Regions from separate parts of the Mus musculus genome. Here regions 1, 2, 3, 4, 5 and 6 are each linked to region 7. Evidence: chromatin contacts called from public Hi-C, HiChIP or PLAC-seq and promoter capture Hi-C data. All regions are on one chromosome and are shown on one strand. Each heading gives the region's core, a stretch centred on a gene start, on an enhancer-like site or on the middle of the called end of the contact. The rest is flanking DNA. Distances are from core to core; before and after follow the strand shown.

Region 1 (3,031 bases), core at 365-2,864, 630 kb after region 7:
GTAGCTGGGCATGGTGGCACACGCCTTTAATGCCGGCACTTGGGAGGCAGAGGCAGGTGGATTTCTGAGGTCGAGGCCAGCCTGGACTACAGAGTGAGTTCCAGGACAGCCAGGGATTTACAGAGAAACCCAGTCTCGAAAAACAAACAAACAAACAAAAACAAAAACCCCAGACTTCCTAGTAAGCACCATTACCTAGCAAACACCCTTACCTGCTGAAGCATCTCACTATCTCACTGGCCCAAACTTGGTTATTTTTTTTAAAAGATTTATTTATTATTATATCTAAGTACACTGTAGCTGTCTTCAGATGCACCAGAAGAGGGCGTCAGATCTCATTACAGATGGTTGTGAGCCTCCATGTGGTTGCTGGGATTTGAACTCAGGACCTTCAGCAGAGCAGTCGGTGCTCTTAACCACTGAGCCATCTCTCCAGCCCTCGGTTATTTTTATTTTATGAAGAACTGCAGCAACATTGGGTTTTTGTTGTTGTTTGGTGTGTATGTGTGTGTGTGTGTGTGTGTTCAATGTATACACTGAACCCAGTATATACAGAATGCCAAGCAAGCACTCTCCCATAGAGACATATTCCTAACCCACTAAAAAATTCATTTCAGTGGCTACCAGGTATTTTTATAACTGTACAAAACTGACCATAATTTATTTAACCAACCTCTTATTGTATATTTGGATTTCTTTTATTTCCAGTATCCCACTATTATCAGTGATTGTTAAGCAGAACATACATTTTTATGTAGGTCCAAGTTTGATTACAGATAGCAGTATCACTAGGTCACAGTTTAGGGCTATGAGGGCTGGCTAGGACTGGTTAAAAAGATAAAGCATCTCTCAGATTAGACATTCTGAAAGGGTGTACCAGTAGAAATAAGGCACTTCTAGGCACATTTGATTGGCAGACAAAATTTTCGAATGAAGTAAAAAGACAATCAGGTTGGGAAGTCTGTATTTGAAGTAATAAAAAAACGAAAAAACAGTCAGCTCTTAAGAACGAAATACTTTTAAGAGTAGACTTGAGCAGATCAAGGAGTGGAAGAAGTCTGAAATGTGGAAAAACAGCCACTGTGAAAATAACCTCAAGTAATCAGTTAAAAAATATCTACAGAACTTGTAAGAACTAGAAGAGTAATAAGGAAGGAAAAATACTAAAATTATTACAGACTTTCCAGGCCAAATAACCCAAATACCTAGGAATCCTGAAAGTTCCGTGTATGTTTGAAATACCTGTCCACATAATTAATGGAGACCAGCCAAAGAACAAAATGCTGGGCGCTTGTTTACAGTTAAGAATTTTAAGGCAGTGACAACCTGCGTGGATCGGGAGAAAATGTTGGGGTCTCCGGCCTAGAGACCAGGAAACCTGACACAGAACCTGTCACATGCTCGCCCCGGGAGCTGAGGTGTCCTCGCGATGGCCCACCTCTGGGCCAAGGCCGACATCGCCCGCCTCTCTGGCCTAGGAAACCATCCCAGACAAGGTAGGGTTGGCCTTGGACTCACCCTAGTTACTCATAAACCAACGGGAGGTGGCGAGCGACAGAAGCCTAGGGACGGTCGGCAAAGCCCAGACCCAAGGGGCGCGTGCGCACTAAGGCAACCGGAAAGGCTCCGGGGACGGCCGCGGCACTTAGGGAGCGTATGCAAAGACCAAGAAAGGAAGCCAGGGGTCGTCAGACAAGACCCCCGCTGGTAAGCGTGTACACAGCAGGGTGGAGAGGCCCAGGTCCCACCAGTGAGGACTGCTTTCGACAGGCCGCTAGCGCTACAGCCAGGGGAAAACGGTTGAACTGGGGTTGCTGGGAGCTGAGGGAATAGGAGCGATTGGGCACGCAGTAAAAAACAAACAAACAAACAAACCACTCGAGGCCAAGCGACCTTAAGGGACCACCTCGCAGACTTGATGTCTAGTTCCGCTACGTCTAATGCAGGTCGCAGCCAATTCCAGTCCGCTACGACTAAACGCCCCTCTTGGGTTGAGCAAGTTCCCCAGCCCACCTATCAATCACAGGTCTCAGCTATCCAATCAGAGGGCCGAGGGGGAGGGACTGCTTGGAGCGTCGAGTGACGTCAGCAGGCCTGGCCGCCAGAAGCGTGACGGACGAGGCTCGCGACTGAGGAGCTGTTAGCCGGCGCCGCAGCGATAGTCGCTGTAAACAGGGCCTCGCCCCTGCGGGTCCTGCGACAGCTCCTGGCTGGTGGGTGGTCTCGCGTGGGGCGGTAACCGCCAGACGCCGGGGGGAGGTGCTTCTCCATTTTCCCTCCCCCTGTTGTACACACCCCCGGCGCACCACGTGGGCGTGAAGCTAAACTGGAGGGGGTGTTAGGCTGACTTCTAACCTCATTGGCTGTTGATGCTGCCGGCCCGTGCAAGAAATTGCTCTGATTGGTCAGTAGAGGGAGGCGTGGGGGGGGTCTGAGTTCTAACGCCTCTGGTTGGTTGTGTGAGATAAGCTAGTGAAATGCGTTCTTCCGCAAGGGGTTTTGATTGGTCAGTCGGAGAGGTTATCTGGGATTCAGCCATCCCGGGCCGGGGACTTTGATAGGTGAGTTTGGTTAGGAAAATGGGAAATTCCTCTTCGTGGACTCTGATTAGTACGGTAGGGTTGCACCCTAGGTTTCATATGGCTTTCTTTGCTTCACAGGATTGAGAAAGGTTTATGTTCCCGATACCCTGGGAGCTGTCATAGCTAAAGAGAAGGAAATCTCAGTCTCCTGGAGGGGTCACCCCTCTAAAGATAGCTTCTGCCCCGTTTCTGGAAACCCTGGTATTTCTACAGCAGGCTTTGCTTTCACCAAACCCAAGTTGGAGACAGGAGCAGCCCCTGCGCAAGACATAAGGATGCTGTAACCAGAAGATGGGATCACGGAACAGCAGCAGCGCCGGATCCGGGTCCTTAGAACCCTCTGAGGGCTTGTCCCGAAGAGGGACTGGCCTGCGTCGTAGTGAGGAAGAGGAAGAAGAGGATGAAGATGTGGATCTGGCCCAGGTACTGGCCTATCTCCTCCGCAGGTA
Region 2 (3,128 bases), core at 463-2,962, 560 kb after region 7:
GCACCTAATCATAATCACCCTATTTAATAGGCAAAAAAAAAAAAGGTTGTACACTGGTTCTGAGAAAAATCACCTAATTTTTTTTTCAATTTTTAAAATACATATGGGTGTTTTGCCTACATGCGTGTCTGTGTGCCACACATGATCCTGGTGCTCCTGTCCCTGTAGGGCAGAAGAAGGCATCACACACCCCTGGAATTGGAGTTTTGGACCGTTGTGAACTGCCGTGTGTGTGTGTGTGTGTGTGTGTGTGTGTGTGTGTGTGTGTGTGTGTGTGTGTGTGTGTCCTGAAACTTAAACCTGGGTCCTTTGGAAAGCAGCTGGCCAATGCTCCTAACTGCTGAGCCTTCTCACCAGCTCCCACCTGATAATTCTTAAGCAAATTTCATGTCCTGTGAACCAGATGAGAGAGGCTAGCTAACCTATTTGACAATTGCTTTCTCCTTGTCTCCTGTTTCCCAGGCTAGGCAAGCCAGAGGATTGTGCTGGCATAGTTTCCTTCTTATGCTCTGAAGACGCCAGTTACATCAATGGAGAGACCGTAGTAGTGGGGGGAGGAACCCCTTCTCGCCTCTGAGGACCCAGAAACAGCCTACCAGGGCAGGTGTGTGGGGCGGGCTCAGTCCACCTTGCCTCTGTCGCCCTTCGTTGCCACCACCTAACATCTTGTTCACCTCACAAAATCAGTTCTGCCCAGTGATAAGTTCCTGCTTTCCCTGTGGTCGAAGTGTGGTCAGATGAGCATCCTTGCTGTTGCTATGGCCTTGAAAACGGCTTTGGGGAGGGGGCGGGAAGCTGGGGGATAGGTAGTGGGAAAAGGGCTTGCTGAGAAGACTGTGGCTACTTTAGTGAAGATCAAATCCCTCTCATCCTCGCCTCTGGACACTTTGAGGAGAGATAGAAGGGACAGACCTGAACAGAGATAGAAATTAACAATTTACGTATAAGGTACAAATAAAATGAAGATGATCGCGTTGCTCTGAATCAGTGCGTGTTTATTTCTCAATGTGAGGTGCTTAGTGTATCTGAGAAGTCTAAGCAGTGCTGGATCTCTGAATTCTCCCTAGCCCTCCTCCCTATCTCCAAGGCCTGAGCTTGCCGCTCAAGGGTGGTTACGTCTGCCTGCCACGGAGCTGCTTGCCAGCTGTTGGGGGAGGTAGCTCGGGAACTCCCAGGTGCTACTCTTAGCCTCACACCCCCAGGGACGGTGCCAAGGACGCCACGGGGATCCCCGAGACTAGACTAGCGAGCAAAAAAAAAAAAAAAAAAAAAAAAAAAAAGAAGAAGAAGAAGAAGAACTAACTCCCTCCCGCACGTTCGGACAGGTCTTTTTGCAGCATCGTCCTTGATTCAGAGTTCCCTCCAGGGTCAGCAAGGACGAGCTGGACCGTTCCTGAGCTGGAAGGAGTGGGAGGGCGGGGCCATACAAGAATGACCCGGGGAGGGGTACCGAAGCACATAAACAAAGAAATTGAAGAATTCTGCTTCGGGTGGCCGAGGCGTGGGTGGCACGCCAGTAGAAACGCTGCACCCCGCCCCTGAGATAGCTCGGACACCAGGCGCCGCGCTCCGGGCTTCTCACGAGGTAGTCCGCGGGAGGGGTCGTCGCGAGCGCGCGCGGGGTCTCACGCGGCTCGGAAGCTCAGCGCGCATGCTCCATTGGCCAACTCTCCGGGAGGGGCGGGAGACCCAGAGCTCAGTAGCCGGGGGGGAGGAGCGCTCGCGCAGCCGCCCCTGACGGGAGCGGGCTCCGCCGCTACTGCAGCGCTCAGCGCCGGGCCCTGCCGGAGCCGGGACTAGCATGTGCGGCGCCTCTCGGGAGGCGGCGGCGGCGGCGGCTCCTCTGCAGCAGCAGCGGCGGCGGCGGCAGCAGCAGCGGCGGCCGCCATGGCCAAGGCCAGCGTGGAGCTCACCCGCGAGCTGCAAGGTACGAGGTTGCCTTCATCTCCGGACACCGGGTCCGCGAGCATCGAGACCCAGTGCTTTCCTGCGGTACACCCCAGCCCGGCGCCTCCCGCCCCCTCACGCATCCCTCGCTCTTAGGCAGTCCCTTCCTCTGAATCTCTAGACCCAGCTTTGCTTTCCGTGGAGCATCCTTCTCTGCCCCACTCGCCTCACCCTATCAGAACCTTCCTGTCCCGGAGCCGCCCGTCCCGCTCTTTGGTGACAGGAGCAGTTCCCTGGCGCTCTTGGGGGCTGATTCTCAGCGTTCTTGACCCACCCCTCTGCAAAGCATCCAGTCTTCCCTCCGGAGAGTCCCAGCTTTCTCCCACCCTCGCCGGGCGGGGCCAGGCGTTGGGAGCTGCCCCTGGTCCTGACTGCTGCTTATCTCAACACCCTCCCTCCTCCCGGCCCCGCCCCGGAACTGGCCCTAGAGAGGCCCCTAGCGCCTAGGCCAGTGGGGCATAGGAGGGGAGTCCAGGCAGAGGCCCCGACTGAAGCTAAAACCAAAAGCTAGGTTTCTGCGGCTCATTTCCAACAGCCCCCGTCCCAGCCTGCCCCCTTCTCCTCACCCACCATCCACACACATCTCAAGAGCTCTCTGGACCAGTGATTCCCAGATGTTTTTCCTCTAATTACACCCCCCCCCAGACCCTCCAGCCCTGCCACAACCCTGATCCTCAAAGGTAGGAGCACAGGCTAGCCCATGCAGAAAGCAGGACGCTCAAGGATACTCAGAGCTCTATTGCACTCTGGAGATCTCTGACACCTACACATGCACAGTCACGAGATGTTTGTACACACACCTTACAGAAACTGCACACATCTATGCACACCACACCACACCACACACACACACACACACACACACACACACACACACACACACACCACACACACATAATACTTGGATGGGTCTGTCAGAAAACGGATATGGGCTCACTGGAACATTAAACCCTTCTCTCACCCCACCCTCCTCACAAGAACTGTCTGGCACCGGTCCCCTTTCATATGCAAGCCAGCACTCATTCACACTTTCCTATCCCCACAAATGCCATACTCGGTTCCCTGCCATCATCAGAAGACAGGCATGCAGCCATAATAAAAAACAGATTCTCATACCCCAGAGCACCTAGGGTACAGTCAAGGAACATTCCTATCCTGGACTCCCAAACCCCTACAGAGAG
Region 3 (3,228 bases), core at 5-2,504, 670 kb before region 7:
CTGGGTTCGATCCACAATCCTGAATCAACAAGCCTGGCAGAATACCCTATAATCCCAGCACTCCAGAGATAGAAACAGGAGACTCGGAAGCACAGATCATCCTCAGATACACATCCAATGTGAGGCCAACCCAGGACACATACACCTTGACGTGTGTGTGTGTGTGTGTGTGTGTGTGTGTGTGTGTGTGTAAGAGAGAGAGAGAGAGAGAGAGAGAGAGTCCTCAGTAGATTCTTTCCCCTTAAGTATGATTAAACTACTGCAGTGGATAATCAGAAAGGGAGCGGCTCCAGGGATGCCACACCCCCTTTGCCATTTCAAGTGAATTCTGAAGCCAGCTTCAAGATGTGTCCCGCCTCTCTGCCGAGCCAGCCTGAAATGTGCTCAAAACTTCTGGGTTAAGTCACTTCACATCCCACATCCTTAATCTTATATCCACATACCTAATCACGCCCAGCCTTATGCGTTAGGCCTTTAACTGGCCCTCCTCTGGGAGGTCCACCGAATGGAAGGAAGCAGGATACTGCTACTTTTTCCTTGGAAAGTAGGTTGAGGCAAGACATCCCCAGAACAGAGAAATGCTTATGCTGACAGGTGTCACCCCTCATCTTAGAGCTGTGAATACAGGATGCCCCAAATACTACAGGGAGCCTACTTAGCTTTAAACTTTGCTGTCTAAAATTTAACTAGGCAGCATGCTTTTTGTATTTCTGGAACCGGGAAATCTTGGGTTACAATATCCGAGGCCCTTTTATAGGAAGCACCCTTATGACTCCACGGACATCTAAACCATTTCCATAGGACTACCAAGGCAGATGAAGCGTCTGTGACCTGAGATACAGAGGGAAGCTTGAGAACGTGAGCAAGAGGCAAAGCAGTTCCTTCACTCTTTAATTGAAGGAGGTGTGGAGGCGGGGCTGGTGGCATTCCAGTGAGGAACTTTGAGTTTTAAACTACCTGTCTTCCTGTCTCCCTCACTGTCCCCCAAAGGGATGTGATCCGGATTAAGGAGCCTACTTTTGTGGGACCGTAGTGTTCAGCCTGGACGCAGGCCAGAGGGAGCAAACAGAAGGAAGCACCCAACTGATTGCTGTCCATGTGCTGAGTCGGTTGGTCTGCCAACTTTGCCCGCTAGAACCCCGCTAGCGACCCAGGCCCCGCCTCCGGCCCCGCCCCCTTTGTTATCCGATACTTCCCTGGGTCAGCTGGTTCTGGCGTCGAGCGGAGGGATGGGCTGGCTCAGCTCGACCCGGCAGGGCTTGTTTACTATGGCTGATGATCTGGAGCAGCAGTGAGTTACTCCTGTCCGTTTCTCTTTCTGTCTCTATCTGTCCGGGCCAGGATCCGGGGACTGTCTGTAGTTGCGGACAGCTTCAGACTCCCCGCCTTTCCTTTCAGGTTGGCTTCCAGGGAGGGATGGGTTGCGCTCAGGAGCCCCGGGAGCGCTGAGAGATGAGAAGGCTGCGGAGCTGGGAGAGTGTTGAGGGTTAAGCTTGCGTTCAGCCTGGGGACTCTGACTTTCCACTAGTCTTCGCGATCGCCCCTCTGGTAGCCCAGTTAGATTAGTGGTAAAGCACGAGGAATAAGCTAGCTCTTCCCGATGCGGACGTGGTGCTTGTGGAGACTTGCCCGGAACTAAAGTCGTGGGTGTGAAAAGCCCTTGAAGGACAAGGCATGGGTAGGAGAAGTCTCCACTGCGATGGAATTAGTGTGGAACTGGCTTGCAAATTCCTTTAGCCCTTGGCCGCCTTTACGTTCTGCTTGCAATCCTAGTTGATAGTGTTCTTAATCATAAACACATGCTTACTGCCGTGGTTTCAGAAGTAGGTTTGTTAGATTGGGATGTGGTTACTGCTCGCCCAAGGCCATCAAGTTTGAGATGCCACCTGTGTGATGGTGGTCTAACAGGATCGGGAAAAAGTTGCTTAGAGGAGAATGACTCAGCTCCAAGGGTTTCACAGGAACAGGGCCTTCCCTTGACCTAATATTTGTCCTTTTGGATCTGCAGAACAACGAAATAACTTTGTATCAATAGTAAACAATCGTGTAAGGGACCTAAAAGAACTGCCCAAGAAGAGTATTGCTTTCTAAGAGGAAATTTATGGTGCCTACAGTGACTTGCGGGAAACGGCACTAGAGCCAAAGAAGACTCAGGTCATTCAGCTCCGTTTTACAAATAAAGCAACAGATGCGGATGCCCATAGAAATTCAGAGACTTGCTCAATGTTAAGAGGCTGCTTGCCTCACTCTCCCACCTCAGCTCTCACCTCCCTAATAGCACTGACACACAGTGTGACAGGCACTGTTGCCTTTTCTCTTTCTGGATTGTTTGTACAGAAGAAAGGCCAAGCTGTGCCCATAGCTCCCTGTCCCCCAACCCCCACCCCTTCCAGGCCTGTGTGGACTGCTGCCAGTGTTGCTGTCTCATAGGGAAGCATTTCTCTTGAGCTCTGCTGTCCAGAGTTAGAGATGTGTGGGGTTCGTTCAGGTGTCATGGTCTGACTTGTTATAGCCTACAATGCAAAGAGGAAGTCTCTCTTTTGAGACTGGCCAAGATCTGTGGTCTAGGTATTGGTGCTTCATCCAGCGAGTTCCCATGATACTCAGGGTGCCCATTGTGTATGCTATGAGTAGCTGGGATGGTTCCGCCAAGGATGCCATCATCTTCTCCTGCTCAAACCCACAAGCCCTTGCTGCAACCATCCTCTTACCTTCACCTAGGCAGAGTTCACAAAAAGAGAGAAAGCATGCAAGACAGGAAAGGTAGAACAAGAACTACATTTGTGGCAGGCACCTGTCAAGGTTCACTGTATGTCTGGACCTCAACCCCTTCCGTTCCTCACTTGTGGGTCTATAGTTCAGACCCAGGAGTTCTGTATACTCCAGAGCCAGTGCTTGGCACCTCTGCTCTTCAGTGGCTGAGTCACTGGGTGTGAAAGGGAAAGTAGGATAAGTTACCAGTTTTACTCTAGGACATAGGCAAGTTTTCTCCTAGTTTTACAACCTGAAAAATGGGCCAGAGGCCACCTGTGTCTTTTGGTGACATGAATCTAGATATCTTACCCCTTGGTCCTTGCCTGCCCCAGCTCTAAATTCATCCCTGATGGATGGATTCCCCAATCAGGCACTAACAGCACCCCAAACTTCCAGAAGCATGCATGACAGCAGATGGCATGGGAATTTGTCTGTAATACCCTAAAATAACAGCTAGTTTTGAGAGTGACAAAG
Region 4 (3,117 bases), core at 552-3,051, 750 kb after region 7:
GTGTGTGTGTGTATGTGTGTGTGCAAGAAAGAGATGGACAAAGGGATTAATATTAGATAGAAGTGGGGCTAAAGAGATGCCTCAGTGGTTAAGAGCACTCTTTCCAAGGAGCTGGATTTGGATCCCAGAACTCACATGGTGGCTCACAACTACCTGTAATTCCAGTTCCAGGGAATCTAGTGGCCTCCTTGGGCACCACCAGGCACACAGGTGCCAAGACATATAAGCACGGACAGCACCCATACACACACATATACTAAAGATGCGATTTAAAAAAAAAGAATAGGCAGGTGCTGCAGAACAGAAGTTAGACAATATTAAGACGATGTCTGCCTGTAATCCTAGCCTCTGGCGGTTCACATGCAGCAGGCTGTGAGACTGTGGATGGGGGGCTGGGGGTGGGCTGCTTGTCTTAGCAATTAGAGGGCTAACACAGGTGGATCTCCACAAGCTTGAGAGCAGCCTAGGCTACAGAGGCTGGTTCAAAATCCCAAGTAATCCTCCACCTCCACCACCACCGCCATCATAGATCCACTGAACAGGGAGGGACTATCATTCTTATGATCCATTAAGTCTGAGCCTACCCAAAACACAGTGTTGTATATATTAAAAACAAAGAATAAAATGGTGTTTAAAACTCAAAGACCTGCTGGGCAGTGGTGGCGCACGCCTTTAATCCCAGCACTTGGGATGCAGAGGCAGGCGGATTTCTGAGTCCGAGGCCAGCCTGGTCTACAGAGTGAGTTTCTGGACATCCAGGGCTGCACTGAAAAACCCTGTCTCCAAAAACAAAACAAAACAAACAAAAAGAGTCAAAGACCTATTGCTAATTCATAGATTACCCATGTCTGAAAAACAGTAATCATCAACTTGCCCTCTGACTTCAATCTTTAATTAAAGTTTTTTTTGGAAGGAATGTAGAAAAAAAGGCTAATAGTTGACGTGTCCAGTAACTGAAGATAGACTGAACACAGCAATGAAAAGGTCAGATTAATGCCAGGCCTCCTCATTATTATCATTTTTGTGTCTCTGTCTAAATGTACAGCAGAATGGCCTGATGGGTTTAAAACTGAACATCTACGGGAGTTGAAGACAGAGTACCAAGAACCAACGCATCGATAAGTAGCCTAAATTAGCCAAAGAAATGAGGCTAGTTCTTAATGTCCAGTTCCGACAGAAGGTGCCTAGTACCACTCCGAGCTTAGCTACTGTAAGACGGGTGAGACACTAACCTTGGCTCGTAGTCTAGCTACTGAAAGGCCCTCACTTTCATCAGACTCTAATCAGTGCTGTGCTCTGGAGGGAGCCTGTGTTAGGGCCTGAGAGAAGTATACAATCTAGGCATGAAGAACAGGGGACAAAGCTTTCCCAAAAAATTCTGGAGTGAGGAGCCAAGCTGCTGCCAGGCCTTCTCTATGACTGCAAGGGCTTGAATACAGTGAGACCAGGACAAACGCTGCCTCCTTCTGGGTCTGAATACAGACTGGCAAGAAAGTAGGACAGGCTTCCTTGTAAGACCCGAAGTCTTCAGGCTGGATCGGCCTCCAGAGCTCAAAGCCTCCCGGGGTCCCCCTAGTTCCCATCAAGCCTCGCGCAGGGCCCCGAGGGTGTCAGCCCTCCAAGTTCAGGAAAGGCATGGTTTTCCTTCCCGCCTCTCCCTTAAGGCGCAGCGGCCAACCCTGCACCGAGTCTTGGAAAGTCTGGAAACGCTCCCACCTTCACTTTAATTAGCATCTTCTTCCCAGGTTGGGGTTGCAGGCGGCTAGAGTGCTGCTTCTCCCGCTGTGGTCGCTGCTGCCGCTGCCGCTTCCCAGCACTCCACGGCAAGGAACACTTCTGCTTCCGGGTCACTCTCTGGACCCACCCTCTCCTCTTTCCACCGGGTTCCCGAAACGCTCAGGAGTGCCCTCGTGTTCTGTGTCAGTGGGGTTGTAAAGAGAAAGGCAAGTCGGCTAGGAACAGCCAGACGGCGCCCTGAGACCCCGCGCGTGGCCACCGAACTGGTGTTAGCGGCGAGCTGGAACGGAACAAACTACTTGTCCCATCATGCCTGGAGGCAGCTCTGTCCTTTGCATCCTAGGAGTTGTAGTTCTTCTGCCGCTCGCACTCAACGGCAGCTTGAGTGTGTGGACTCTGTTACCCAGAAGGCCTTGCACAGCGCCCGAAGCTAGAATTCCTTGGGTAGTCGAGTTTGCAATTAGCGGAACTCGTTCGAGTGGCCCTGAAGGCTCATCGAGGCTGCACGCGGCTAGTTGCTAAGCAAAAGAATCTTTGGTCAACTGCCACCTGAGTCAAAGCAACAGGAAGTGAGTACCGCTATGCCGGAAGCTGGTTAAAATCTCTTTTCTCATCCCTAAGTTAGCTTCTTACTCTAAGTTGCCCTTTGCAGGGGCGAAAAAAGGGAGAGTAACTAGGTAAGGAAGCACCTTCAGGAACCATAATCTCTTCCCAATTCTCCCTAAAAATCATACCTGGGATTGAAGCATTAGGATAATCCAGACACTGGATGGTCCCAGGGAGACTTGAAGAACCACACCCTGATCTGACTTTACACAGTTTAAGCGTGAGAGGCGAACTTTGTTACTTCCCAGTCTTACAGCCTCATTTTTTTTTAAATCTAACTCCAGCTTTGCATCATGCCTCATATTGATAATGATGTGAAACTTGACTTCAAGGATGTCCTGTTGAGGCCCAAACGCAGCACTCTTAAGTCTCGAAGTGAGGTGAGCCAGTTGTCTTCCTTGGTTTTTATTTATTTATTTATTTTTACCTCAAGCTTCTAATGGACCAGGTCCAAGAAAGCTGTCAGGTTCGAGAACGATACATATTTTCTGAATGAATGAAATCTTAATGTCCTCTTAATGTCTGCAGGTAGAGCTCACAAGATCATTTTCGTTCCGGAACTCAAAGCAGATGTACAGTGGCATCCCTGTCATTGCTGCCAATATGGATACCGTGGGCACTTTTGAAATGGCTAGGGTTCTCTGTAAGGTGAGATTAACCTTATGCCCCCTACCAGATCTTCTCCCAGCTAGCGGCTACAGAGGAATTGCATCTGTATTCCCAGTCTCTGGCAATTAACAGAATGTTGTGTTTACTATTTTTTTTTCCATTACT
Region 5 (3,318 bases), core at 111-2,610, 660 kb after region 7:
ATGAAGGTTCGGAGACACCAAAATTAAGGTGAACTGGTGGGTTACTCAGAGCTTGTGGCCCTAGAGTTCTGCACTAAGACTCTGGGTTACATCGACTGAATTCAGAGACTTACCTCCTGGAAAAGATTTTGTCTGAAGACATCCACCTGCACAGACAGAAGTAGCCGGATGCTGGTTAGGGTTTAGTTTGTATAGAATAAGGGCCCACTCCCAACCTAGGTGCCTTCCAACTCTAGCCCAAACCTGTCCCACAAAGCTAGTTTCCCCCTGGAGGAGCCTGCTCAGTGCACAGATTGGCTCGAGGACACGGCACTGGCAATCCCTGAGCAGAAGTGAAAGAAAGCCCTAAAGAAAGAGAGGCCGGTGGAGTTCGCTCGCAAGGCCCCATTGGTGCCCAGGAGCACCGAGCTTTATCTCCGTTAGGACTTCTCACTCCTTCCTGGCTTCGGTTCCCATTTACCTGTTTTCGGGCTTCTCCACTCAAGCGGACCCCACAAGGCTTGGCCATGCTTCCCCCCACTTGGCAGCTCTCGAGCCTGGGCTAGCAGCCCCAGCTTTCGCTTTCACTCTCCAGGCCCAGACCCACCCCCCTCAGCCACGCCCCCTCCCTTTTTTCTCCTCCTCCTGGCCGGCCACCAACCGTGAGTAGTACCCCCTCAGCCATTCCCAGCTAGTTGCCACTAGGAAGGGCGGTGTTGGCTTCATCATCAGGGGCTGTCCAAGGGAGGAGCTAGGAAAGCGTGGGACGGCGGAGACTCAAATAGAGGCGGCCTCTCGAGAAGGGCGGAGCTTATAGTATGGACCGTCCAGGGGAAGTACTGGACTGAGAGAGGGTGGGACAATAGGAAAGGGGGTACCCAGAGGTGGGGTTCCATGACGCTAGACTGAGGAGGGGACCAAGTAGGATCCGAGAGAGTAGGAAGGATAAGAAGGAGGAAAGCCTGGCAAGATGGAAGGGAGCAGGACGAGCGGGACTGCCTTCCCTTCAGGACAGACTAGAGAAGGGAGGAGCCCGCCTGAGCCGGGCTAAGGGCAGCCAGAGCCGGTCCCCGATAAGGTGGGACTTCCCCGCCGGGGAATGGAACAGAACCAACACTATGGAAATAAAGATAGCAAAGCTCTGGGCAAAATTAACCCCTCGCATGGGAGGTGGGTCCCTCCGGAAGGGGCGGGATAGTTTAAGGGAAGGCGAAGAAGAGAGCCTGATTCGGAAGGAAAAGGTTCCGTAGCATTATGGGAGGAGCCCGGGCCGCGGCTTCTTCATTGGCGGCGACCTGGCCACCCTTCCTGATCTCAGCTTTACCGTCACTCCGAACCCTCCTTTTCCTCTAAAGTGGCCCACAGTCCCGCCCTCTCTGCCAGGACTTCCTGTTCCCGGTAACCCTGGCCGTGGATGGGGCTGAGCGGGGCGGTGGCTTAAGTGACCCGGGCTGCTGTGGCGCCGCGCGCACCTGCGCCAGCCCCTGGAGGGCAGAGAAGCTGAGCCTGTCTCCAGTCTCAGGATGCCGGGAGACGAGGAGCGAGGCTTCCTGGCGGCCCGCGAGGAGCTGGCGAGCGCCCTGAGGTGGGATTCTGCGCAGGTTTTTCCCCTGGAGCAGCTCATGCCGCTTCTGGCCACCTCTCTGCCACCAGCCGCCCGCTACCTGCAGCTGGACGCCGGACGCTTGGTCCGCTGCAACGCTCATGGGGAGGTGAGGTCAAGCCCGCCCGGCGCTCCATGGAAGGGGACCTAGGCTCAGAGGCCAGGTGGGCTAGGCTCACGACTCTGCTTTTCTGAATGCTCCCAGCCTCGAAACTACCTCAACACCCTATCCACGGCCCTGAACATCCTGGAAAAATATGGTCGCAACCTCCTCAGCCCGCAGCGGCCCCGGTATTGGCGCTCAGTGAAGTTTAATAACCCCGTCTTTCGCAGCACGGTGGATGCTGTGCAGGTGAAACTCTTGGACCTTATCGGAGAAGGGGACTAGACCTGTGCTTAGGGTTGACCAGAAAGGCTTGAGGGTGTGCTGAGTGGGGGACCAGCTCTATTGCCTAGGAGGTCTGTTAGATGGTGACCGGGTCCTGAATGTGTGCCAGGGTGGCCGGGATGTACTACGGTTGTATGGCTATACTGAGGAGCGCCCAGATGGATTGAGTTTCCCCGAAGGGCAGGAGGAACCAGATGAATACCAGGTTGCTGTTGTCACACTAGAAGTACTGCTGCTTCGCACCGAGCTCAGTTTGCTGTTGCAGGTGAGATGACCTTCTGATTCTAAGGATTTTAAGTACTTGACTGGGAGCCCCAAGGCACGTTGAGACACCCCCACCCCCGTGCAGGGAAATTCTGTTGCTGCAGCAGCCAGCCTGGAAGCTTCTGTTACACTTTCTCCCTCTGGAATGTTAGGAGATCAGGGCTTACAGGGAGAACGTTGTTCAAGGTGGGAATTCTTTTCATCATCTTGTTTGCAGAATACTCATCCCAGACAGAATGCACTGGACCAGCTGCTAAGAGAGAGCGTTGAAGATGGTGTAAGGAAGGCAGGAAGGGTGTTGTTCATGGAACACGGGGGGGGGGGGGGGGGGCTGAGTTTATGGGATTCTGTGCCCCCAGCACTTTGCCCACGCTCCGCTTGCTTTCTCAGATGCTGCAGCTTTCAGAGTTTCACCCCCTTCTGAGGGAGATTGTTCCTGGCCCCCGCCCCTCTGCCCAAGGTATTGTATGCTTCTTTACGGGAGAAAAATATTAGACTGAGTTGGTGCAAATGTAGGATTTTCTTTCCTCTTGTATTTGTTGTTTTTTTAAGATTTATTTATTTATGTATATGAGCATTGTATTTGCACATATGCCAGTGTGACAGAAGAGAGCATCAGATCCCATTACAGGTGGTTGTGAGCTACCATGTGGGTGCTGGGATTTGAACTCAGGACCTCTGGTGGAGCAGCCCGTGCTCTTAACCACTGAGCCATCTTTCCAGCCTGTATTTGTATTTTATTTCAAGAGATGAAAGCCCCCCTTCCCCCCCACACACCATGGGTCCAGATGTTGTAAAGACTGTTTTGTGACTTCCCCTAACCCATAACAAAATTTTAAGTGTAGCCTGGTCTTTCCTCCTTTAATATTACTTTTTAGTAGTGGAAGGTGGGTGGGTAGATATGTGCATGTAGGCACAGGTGCCATGGAAGCCAGAACCGATCCCTCTGCGGCTGGCATTACAGACCATGTTGAGCTGCCCAACACAAGTGCTGGGAATCAAGCTGCAAGGGCAGTACTTGATCTTAACTGCTTAGCCATCTCACCGACTGTGTAGCCTGGTCTTTTTAAAAAGGCTACTCTGG
Region 6 (3,378 bases), core at 397-2,896, 900 kb after region 7:
GAGCAGGGCCCCGGCCGAGTTTCCGGGTCTGTTCTCCTTGGATTCCCACCTCTGCCCACCCTTCTCTTAGGTGCAGGGTGGTAGATGTTCTCGAGGTGTTCCTCGCGCCCCCTAACCGTGAGTTCCTCCAGTTCGGAGGTGAAGCAAGACGGGAATGTAACCTGAGAAGAACCCAAGGGGAGAGAGGGGGGCGGGGAGGGGGGAATCAAACCAGGCCCTCTCCCGGCTCGGCCTCGGAACATTCTTCTCTCCCGCCCGCCAAGCTTCTCCTCCCTGCCCCTCCCGCCTCGCGGCCCTGGGCTTGCAGCCGGGGCAGCGCCGCACGTCACTGGGGTCCCCGGGGGCTGGGGGGGTCCCCAGGACTGGCTCGAGGGAGGACTGAGGGGAGGGAGGGGCGCCGCCTCCGCCGCCAAGGAGCTGAGGCCCGCCAGGCCAGCCCCCCTTCCCTCTGCCCCGCAGAGCCTGTTTCTCATTAGAGTAATGGGCGCGGTCCCCGCCCGGCTCCCGAGTGTTTGTAAACGTCTGACCAGAGGGCCGGCGCTTAACCCTTTAGGTGCTGGACTGGGGTTTGCTGTTGGGGGACGCGGGTCGGAGCCTGAGAGATTTAGAGACTGGAGATTTGCCAGGTTTATTAGGGAAGTTTGGAGCATGTGGTAAGCATGCAAGGAGAATGGTGACTGCTCCCCTGTCTTGCAGCGCCTCCAGTCCGAATCAAGAATCTCCCGTTCTATTCTTTCTCTTCCAAATGGGACCTCTTTATGCTCGCCCTTCCTAGAAACTCCTGACCGGGTCTTCCTTCCCTGCCCAGGTGACAGGTGTCCAGCCGGTGGGCCTAAGTTTTTAGCTTCTGGCCTTTTCTAAACCCGGCCAGGAATTTAGGATGGCCGGGAGCAGAACGTCTTGGGATCAGCGAGCCCAGAGATCTGCAGCTTTTGGGACGAAGGAGCCGACTATCTCCTCCAAGGCTAATTAATGGCCTATCTAGGTGGCTGGGACAAGGGTATCAGCAAAGCCTGGCCTGGATCTACGCCCAGCGGGCTATGGGCCTTCAAAGGCTTCCTGGGGTTCGAAAGTTCTGAGAGGCTTCTGGGACAGCTAGAAGTTCTTCATCTTAAGGGAATGGTGGGGGGTGGCTTGTGGAGGTGGTGGCTAAGAACTGCAAAGGCTCCTTGGAGGTCCAGGTAGAGTGGTCTCAGCGAGGGTGGAGGAATGGCCTCCTCTACAGAGCAGCTCAGAGCCTCTCTCAATCCCAGATCTCTCTTCAACTCAAGATTTGGATGGAAAGGACAGTGAGGTGCCCTTTCTTGGGAGATTTTGGCTATCCTGCTCTTCAGAATGTACCGTGGGCCTGCTACAATGGGGGACGGGTGACAAAAATATGGCCTCTTTAAGGCGAGGGGACCCGGACCTCCCCACCCCCTACGCTGGGACTAAATAGGCTGAGGTTTGGGCTTTCGGTGGGAAATGATTGTCACAACTGTGGGCCAATAGGTACCATTAGGGTTCTATAACGTTTGAAGGGACCATTTTCCAATTCAGTTTTTTCTCCCTCTTTGGAGGGGGTGGGACTGGAGAGATGACCGGGGGCGGGGGGGGGGGGAACTAGGGGCGCGTGGTTTTCCCATCTCATCCATGGAGGAGGGGCCGGTGCATCCCGGGTAACCAATCAGAGACAGGCTGGGGGGGGGCCGCTTTGAAGAAGTTTGGGAGAAAAAAGTTTGGAAAAGTTTCTATAATAACGAGGGGGCGTCCGGAGGGAGGCGGCAGCGACAGAAGAGGGGGCGTCTCAGAGAAAGGGAGGGAGGGAGCTACCCTCGCGTGAAGCTACAGCAGCGTCCAGAGCTTCCCCCTCCCACCCAGGCGGGACCTGGGGGCTCCGGCCGGATCCATGGGGGCCGCAAGCTGCGAGGATGAGGAGCTGGAATTTAAGCTGGTGTTCGGAGAGGAAAAGGAGCCCCCCCCGCTGGGCCCTGGGGGTCCTGGGGAAGGTTAGTGCGGGGCTGGGTAGGGGTCTTTTGGCCAGTGACCGAAGGGCCAGGAAATCTCCAGTTTGGGAGCCTGGGGTGTGTGAGAGGGTGAGGTGGGTCAGAGGATGAAGGGAGCTGAGGGACTACCAAGGCTGTGGAAGTGAGGCTGGGGGCCACGGCATCATTTTTTTTTCCTTTTTAGGTCCTAACTGGGGTGGGAGTGGGGGTGTTGTTGGCTATGCGCCGCCTGCCGGCTAGGCCGACTGTCTCTGGGATGGGGTGCGGAAGGGAACCTTGGCCCCCAAGAGCCGGAGGTGCCGGCTTGGGAAGGGGAGGTTTGGCCCTGGAGTTAAAGGCTTTAGGACCTAGGCCTGGTTCTGCAGACGCGACGCCTGGGGCTGGGGGCTCCCTCGGGCAGCGCAGGGACACCCCTCCCCCTCCCCCTGTCTGGCCGCAATGAGAGGCAGATGGCGGGGAACGAGTCGGGGGCGGCGGCCGCCGCTTGCACGGAATCCGCGCTGCCCGCTACCCCCTCTCCCCCCCCCCCCCGTTGGCTGGGCCCCGCACGCATCACCCTTCGACTGCACCCCCGCCCCCTTTGGGGGGGGCGAGGGAGGAGTCACCTCCCCTCGTCACCACAGACATGCCCCCATCCCTCCCACCCCCAGGCCACAGTTGCGATGGTAACTGGGGTTTCTGCCAGCACCATTTGGGGGTTTGGGAACCGTCGCTAATTGGGTTCATGTGTGAGTCGCCCCCAGCCCAGCCCAGAGCCTGGGCAAGCACACCTCCAGGCCTGGCTCTAGAATTCCCCAAACCACCCCAGCCCACCTGCCCAGGACCAGAGTGTTAGAGTATGAGGTCCTGGCATGCCTGTATCTCTTTTCTGTCTTGTGATGTTCAACTTTGCTTTTGTCCGGAGACTAGGGGAACCTCTCCTAGCTAAGCATATCAGGCTTCAGGGGCTGACCATCCGAGAAACGTAGACATTTCACCAGCTTCTCTCTCTCTCTCTCCCTCTACTTCCCTTCCATTTTGACAGAGCTGGACTCAGAGGATACCCCTCCATGCTGTCGTTTGGCCCTGGGGGAACCCCTTCCTTATGGTGCTGCCCCTATTGGGATTCCCCGACCCCCACCCCCTCGGCCAGGGATGCACTCACCACCGCCCCGTCCCGCCCCTTCACCTGGCACCTGGGAGAGCCAGCCAGCTAGGTCGGTGAGGCTGGGGGGCCCAGGAGGTAATGCAGGGGGTGCTGGGGGTGGTCGTGTTCTTGAGTGTCCCAGCATCCGGATTACCTCCATCTCTCCCACGCCTGACCCGCCGACCTCGCTAGAGGACACATCTGAAACTTGGGGGGACGGCTCTCCTAGAGATTACCCTCCACCAGAAGGCTTTGGGGGCTATCGAG
Region 7 (3,181 bases), core at 630-3,129:
GCCAACTGTCCCTGTCTTTTGTTCCTAGTCACTAGAAAGTGGCCCGAGGCGGGCTGACATCATCGCCCCTACTCTATGTTATTTTCCCCAGCCTGGTCACCTGCCTGTTTCTCCATTTTCCCCCCAATCCTTTAGAGTTGGGCTTCCTTGGCCTTCCATTTTCCTTGGGCTTCCTGGTCTTTGTCAGAAAACTCCTTTTACTTACCTCCCAATTACAAGCCCCTGCCAACCCCCAATAGGCATCTGTTTCCACCCAGCAAGAGCAGATAGGATGGGGTTACACTCCGCCCTCCCCCCTCATCCCCCAACTATCCACAACCACTATAAAGAAAGAGAATAGGGAGAGAGGAGGAGGGGCCAACCCAGAACCAGAAGGCACAGGGGATGAGGACTGAGAGGGAGGGAGAAAGGAACAAAAGAGGACAGGCTTCTGGGAGAGATCACTGAGTGGATAGAAATAAACAGGACAGTGCCATAGAGCAGGTTGGAGGTGTCTGCCTGGCAAACCTCCTTTCCCTGGTGAACTCACCGACGTGGCAATGGCCATGGCTCTGGCCTCCAGCGTCGCCTGCTTCAGGCCAGGCTCTGTTTCGCTGACTTCAGCGATGGCTGCCCCACACCATGGTTCCCGGCCTCCAAGTCAGAAGGTCACCCCAAGCTGTAGCGCTTGAGGAGATAGATGCCTCCCCCCAAAGTTGGAGGAAGAGAAAGAAAACCCACAAAACTTTCCAAATAGGAGGCAGCTTGGCCAAGCAGGAGGAGGAGTAAGGCGGGCCTGGGCGTCGCTGCGGGACCTCATCCAAGGGGCGCGCTCTAAATTGTCCCCCAGGGTCTCTCGGGGCTCCAGGCCCCCACAGCTGCCGCCTTAAGTCGCAGAGGCCTCCTGGACTCACATGGGCTCACAGCTCACTTCCCAGGCTAAGAGACAGGAGCTGTGGCTGCTTTCGACGCCTCTCCAAGCAGCTCAGGCTAGCCCCGAGGGCTGGGAGAAGCCGCCTGAGTGGTTGGGCTGGACGAGCGACTCTTGGGGCCAACCCTCCCCCAGCGGCGCAGAGCGGTGCTCCCAGGGCTGTCTGTGGTCGTGGCAGCCGGGCCACTGCGGCGGGACCCGCGGGGAAGGAGGAGGAGCGACAACTGAGCTGCGTGTCGCCAAACTCGCTCAAGTCAGCGCAAAGGCCGGCGCCAAAAGGCCTAAGAGCGCGTGGCGGTGGAGCTGGGCTGTCTGCCCAGGCCCGCGCCGAGGCGAGCTCTCCCGGCCACACTCCTTCTCAACACAGCCGGGTCTTGGAGGTGGCCGCCAGGCACCTCTCAGTCTCAGCGCTCAAGGGCGCGCACCACCCTTTGCCCCAGGCACCCCTCTGGCCCCAGTCCCCGCTCACACACCCTGGACCGGGCCCTCGGCGCGTCCCAAAGCTTAGGGAAGCTCCAGGTGTCTTGGGAAATGAAGAAAAAGGCACCGAGCAAAAGGGAACAGAGAAGGGGAGGAGCAGTGCTGTGGGCTCGCCTAGGGTCGAGGTGGGGACACTGAGGGTTAGAAAAGGTCCGGGGTCGCGCGCGGCCCCCGATCACCCCTTGCACTCCGCGCCCCTTCCCTCCCTTGCCCGGGCTCCCGCTCCCCCTCGGCAAGCTCTCCCTCCCCTCCCCGCAGGCCCATTCCTCTCGCGAGGGGCTCGGGCCAGGGGATTAAGAGAAGGGGGAGGAAGGGGGAAGGGGAAGCTGTAGGGAAAGGGGACGATCCTTTCCGAGGCGGTGTTGAGTTTCAGCTCCAGACCCTCGGGCCAAACTGCGCGCCCCAGCCCGGCCACTCTCCCCCGCACCTTCCTCCTCGGGACCGCGCAGCAGACCGCGGGGTGGTCTGGTCCGCGCGCTCCGGGGAGCTCGGCTCTGCCCGACACGCCCCCGCTCTCCCCCGCCAGCCCCACGCCTCTCCCTGCCTCCCTTTCATTAGCCCCACATCTGTCTTTCCCGAGGGAGGGGACGCGCTGCTTCCGCCGCGCGCTAGGGTCCCGGCGGTTTGAGCACGCTGACTTTGCAGGGGCTCAAACCGGCTGCGGGGGTGAGCCGGGGAGGTCCAGAGGGCCACAGGCTTGGAGTCTGGTGCTGAACAAAGATTCTGGCCCTTGGGAGAGAACAAGAAGCTTTAGCGGCTGGCACCAGATCCCAGGCTGGCCGGTTGCACCGCCTTTTAGCCTCCTTTGCCAGTCCGGGCCTGTTTCTTGTCTTTGGTTTGGCCCTCGCTGCTACTGGAGCAGCTGGAGTAGAGATCGTAGGCAGAAGATGACAAAACTCTTTCTGAGGGGCTGGAATCGGGAGTTTCAGCCAAACCCCAGCTCCTTGCCTCCTTTCCCCTTCCTGCGGCCTCCCTTCAGTCGCCCTCTTCTCTAGCCTTTACTTCGAGGAGATATACATCAGAGCTTCTCAGGGTTGGGAGAGATCTGTCTTCTTCAAAAGAAAAGAATTTGGGGCGGGGTGGGGGGAGTGTGTCCTGGTAAGCAAGCTGCTAAATAGAGGTGCAAAGCTGTAATGTTTCCCCAGTGTTTACGTTTAACAAATGAGCACTTTAAGCACAAACAGACAACGAGCTTAGTCGTAACCTCTTTACAAGAGAACAGATAAAATCTTACTTAAGGACCTTTGTGAACTGGAGGCTTTGAGACCACTGTTGCTCCACCACACCACAGTGTTCCACAAGCTTAAGCACAGCATTTTCCCAGAACCACCCGAGGGGACAATGTTTACTGCCTGGTTACCTAGAACCCTCTGCCGAGGGAGAGGGAGAGTTGGCACCTAAGGGTGGCTCAGTGAAAGTTTCAGGATGAACGCGGGATGAATGGTGCTGGCCCTGGTCAGTGATGCTGGAGGGCAGACTTCATGCCCTGGCTGGAAACCTTCAACAGACTCAGGCTCCATTAGAACGAAAAGGAATTTTCGGGGAAGCTAAGCAGAAGGATGTGAAAGGTCCAGGCAGGGCTGCAGTTTGAGAGATGGGTGGGGACCTCAGAGCTTGAGGAATGACTTTAGGTAGGGGCAGCTTCTGTCTTGGGAGTGAATCCTGGCTTGTTAGCTCTGATACCTTGGTCTAGTCATAGCCATCCGGCAGTTTTAATTCCTCCCGTGTAACAGTTGCTTTGGCAAGGAGAACACAGATGGAAAATGCCCCTTCTTCCTCTAACAACACTTT

The links. Promoter capture Hi-C pulls out the DNA fragments that hold promoters and counts their contacts. Hi-C and Micro-C count contacts between places; a contact is called where the count stands out from the background. HiChIP or PLAC-seq counts read pairs in DNA pulled down with a chosen protein or histone mark.
Region 1: a contact with region 7 is called in a promoter capture Hi-C map of embryonic stem cells, with 2.4 times the contacts expected there. The contact joins the promoter of Dcaf11 here to the promoter of Efs in region 7. A contact is called at or near these places in 6 of 39 promoter capture datasets (cranial neural crest, embryonic stem cells, hippocampal neurons and 1 more) and 2 of 115 datasets of contacts at active chromatin or transcription factors (embryonic limb bud and embryonic stem cells).
Region 2: a contact with region 7 is called in a promoter capture Hi-C map of liver, with 2.3 times the contacts expected there. The contact joins the promoter of Carmil3 here to the promoter of Efs in region 7. A contact is called at or near these places in 9 of 39 promoter capture datasets (cranial neural crest, embryonic stem cells, hematopoietic stem and progenitor cells and 4 more), 1 of 484 Hi-C or Micro-C datasets (embryonic stem cells), 3 of 115 datasets of contacts at active chromatin or transcription factors (SST interneurons, astrocytes and epiblast stem cells) and 2 of 9 other capture datasets (adipose tissue and macrophages).
Region 3: a contact with region 7 is called in a promoter capture Hi-C map of pre-B cells, with 2.7 times the contacts expected there. The contact joins the promoter of Abhd4 here to the promoter of Efs in region 7. A contact is called at or near these places in 5 of 39 promoter capture datasets (the HPC-7 cell line, cranial neural crest, frontonasal cranial neural crest and 2 more).
Region 4: a contact with region 7 is called in a promoter capture Hi-C map of stem cell-derived epiblast-like cells, with 2.7 times the contacts expected there. The contact joins the promoter of Nedd8 here to the promoter of Efs in region 7. A contact is called at or near these places in 6 of 39 promoter capture datasets (cranial neural crest, embryonic stem cells, hippocampal neurons and 3 more) and 2 of 115 datasets of contacts at active chromatin or transcription factors (embryonic hindbrain and embryonic stem cells).
Region 5: an H3K27ac HiChIP or PLAC-seq map of embryonic stem cells shows a contact between it and region 7, with 2.9 times the contacts expected there. The contact joins the promoter of Rnf31 here to the promoter of Efs in region 7. A contact is called at or near these places in 6 of 39 promoter capture datasets (cranial neural crest, embryonic stem cells, hippocampal neurons and 2 more), 1 of 484 Hi-C or Micro-C datasets (embryonic stem cells) and 5 of 115 datasets of contacts at active chromatin or transcription factors (embryonic forebrain, embryonic hindbrain, embryonic stem cells and 2 more).
Region 6: a Hi-C map of uterus shows a contact between it and region 7, with 3 times the contacts expected there. The contact joins the promoter of Nfatc4 here to the promoter of Efs in region 7. A contact is called at or near these places in 4 of 39 promoter capture datasets (the C10 cell line, cranial neural crest, neural stem cells and 1 more) and 1 of 484 Hi-C or Micro-C datasets (uterus).

What each region holds. Positions count from the first base shown.
Region 1 is chr14:55,558,415-55,561,445 of GRCm38.p6, forward strand. It overlaps Dcaf11 (DDB1 and CUL4 associated factor 11), which reads left to right and starts at 1,615. Exons shown (of 15, transcript NM_133734.3): 1 at 1,615-1,707; 2 at 2,796-3,028. The coding sequence starts at 2,874.
Region 2 is chr14:55,489,357-55,492,484 of GRCm38.p6, forward strand. Carmil3 (capping protein regulator and myosin 1 linker 3) reads left to right here and starts at 1,713. Exons shown (of 40, transcript NM_001374104.1): 1 at 1,713-1,927. The coding sequence starts at 1,888. It overlaps Dhrs4 (dehydrogenase/reductase (SDR family) member 4), which reads left to right. Exons shown (of 8, transcript NM_001037938.2): 8 at 463-984. The coding sequence ends at 577.
Region 3 is chr14:54,258,029-54,261,256 of GRCm38.p6, forward strand. Abhd4 (abhydrolase domain containing 4) reads left to right here and starts at 1,255. Exons shown (of 7, transcript NM_134076.3): 1 at 1,255-1,291. The coding sequence starts at 1,269.
Region 4 is chr14:55,670,079-55,673,195 of GRCm38.p6, forward strand. Nedd8 (neural precursor cell expressed, developmentally down-regulated gene 8) reads right to left here and starts at 1,802. Exons shown (of 4, transcript NM_008683.4): 1 at 1,717-1,802. The coding sequence starts at 1,734. Gmpr2 (guanosine monophosphate reductase 2) reads left to right here and starts at 2,157. Exons shown (of 10, transcript NM_177992.2): 1 at 2,157-2,306; 2 at 2,628-2,723; 3 at 2,872-2,991. The coding sequence starts at 2,637.
Region 5 is chr14:55,590,382-55,593,699 of GRCm38.p6, forward strand. It overlaps Rnf31 (ring finger protein 31), which reads left to right and starts at 1,361. Exons shown (of 21, transcript NM_194346.3): 1 at 1,361-1,691; 2 at 1,788-1,934; 3 at 2,080-2,235; 4 at 2,452-2,511; 5 at 2,625-2,694. The coding sequence starts at 1,503. Psme2 (proteasome (prosome, macropain) activator subunit 2 (PA28 beta)) reads right to left here and starts at 640. Exons shown (of 11, transcript NM_011190.3): 1 at 461-640; 2 at 114-146. The coding sequence starts at 508.
Region 6 is chr14:55,823,149-55,826,526 of GRCm38.p6, forward strand. Nfatc4 (nuclear factor of activated T cells, cytoplasmic, calcineurin dependent 4) reads left to right here and starts at 1,647. Exons shown (of 10, transcript NM_023699.3): 1 at 1,647-1,988; 2 at 3,010-3,378. The coding sequence starts at 1,889. It overlaps Gm41159 (a long non-coding RNA gene), which reads right to left and starts at 441. Exons shown (of 3, transcript XR_874646.3): 1 at 50-441.
Region 7 is chr14:54,924,909-54,928,089 of GRCm38.p6, forward strand. It overlaps Efs (embryonal Fyn-associated substrate), which reads right to left and starts at 1,880. Exons shown (of 6, transcript NM_010112.4): 1 at 530-1,880. The coding sequence starts at 547.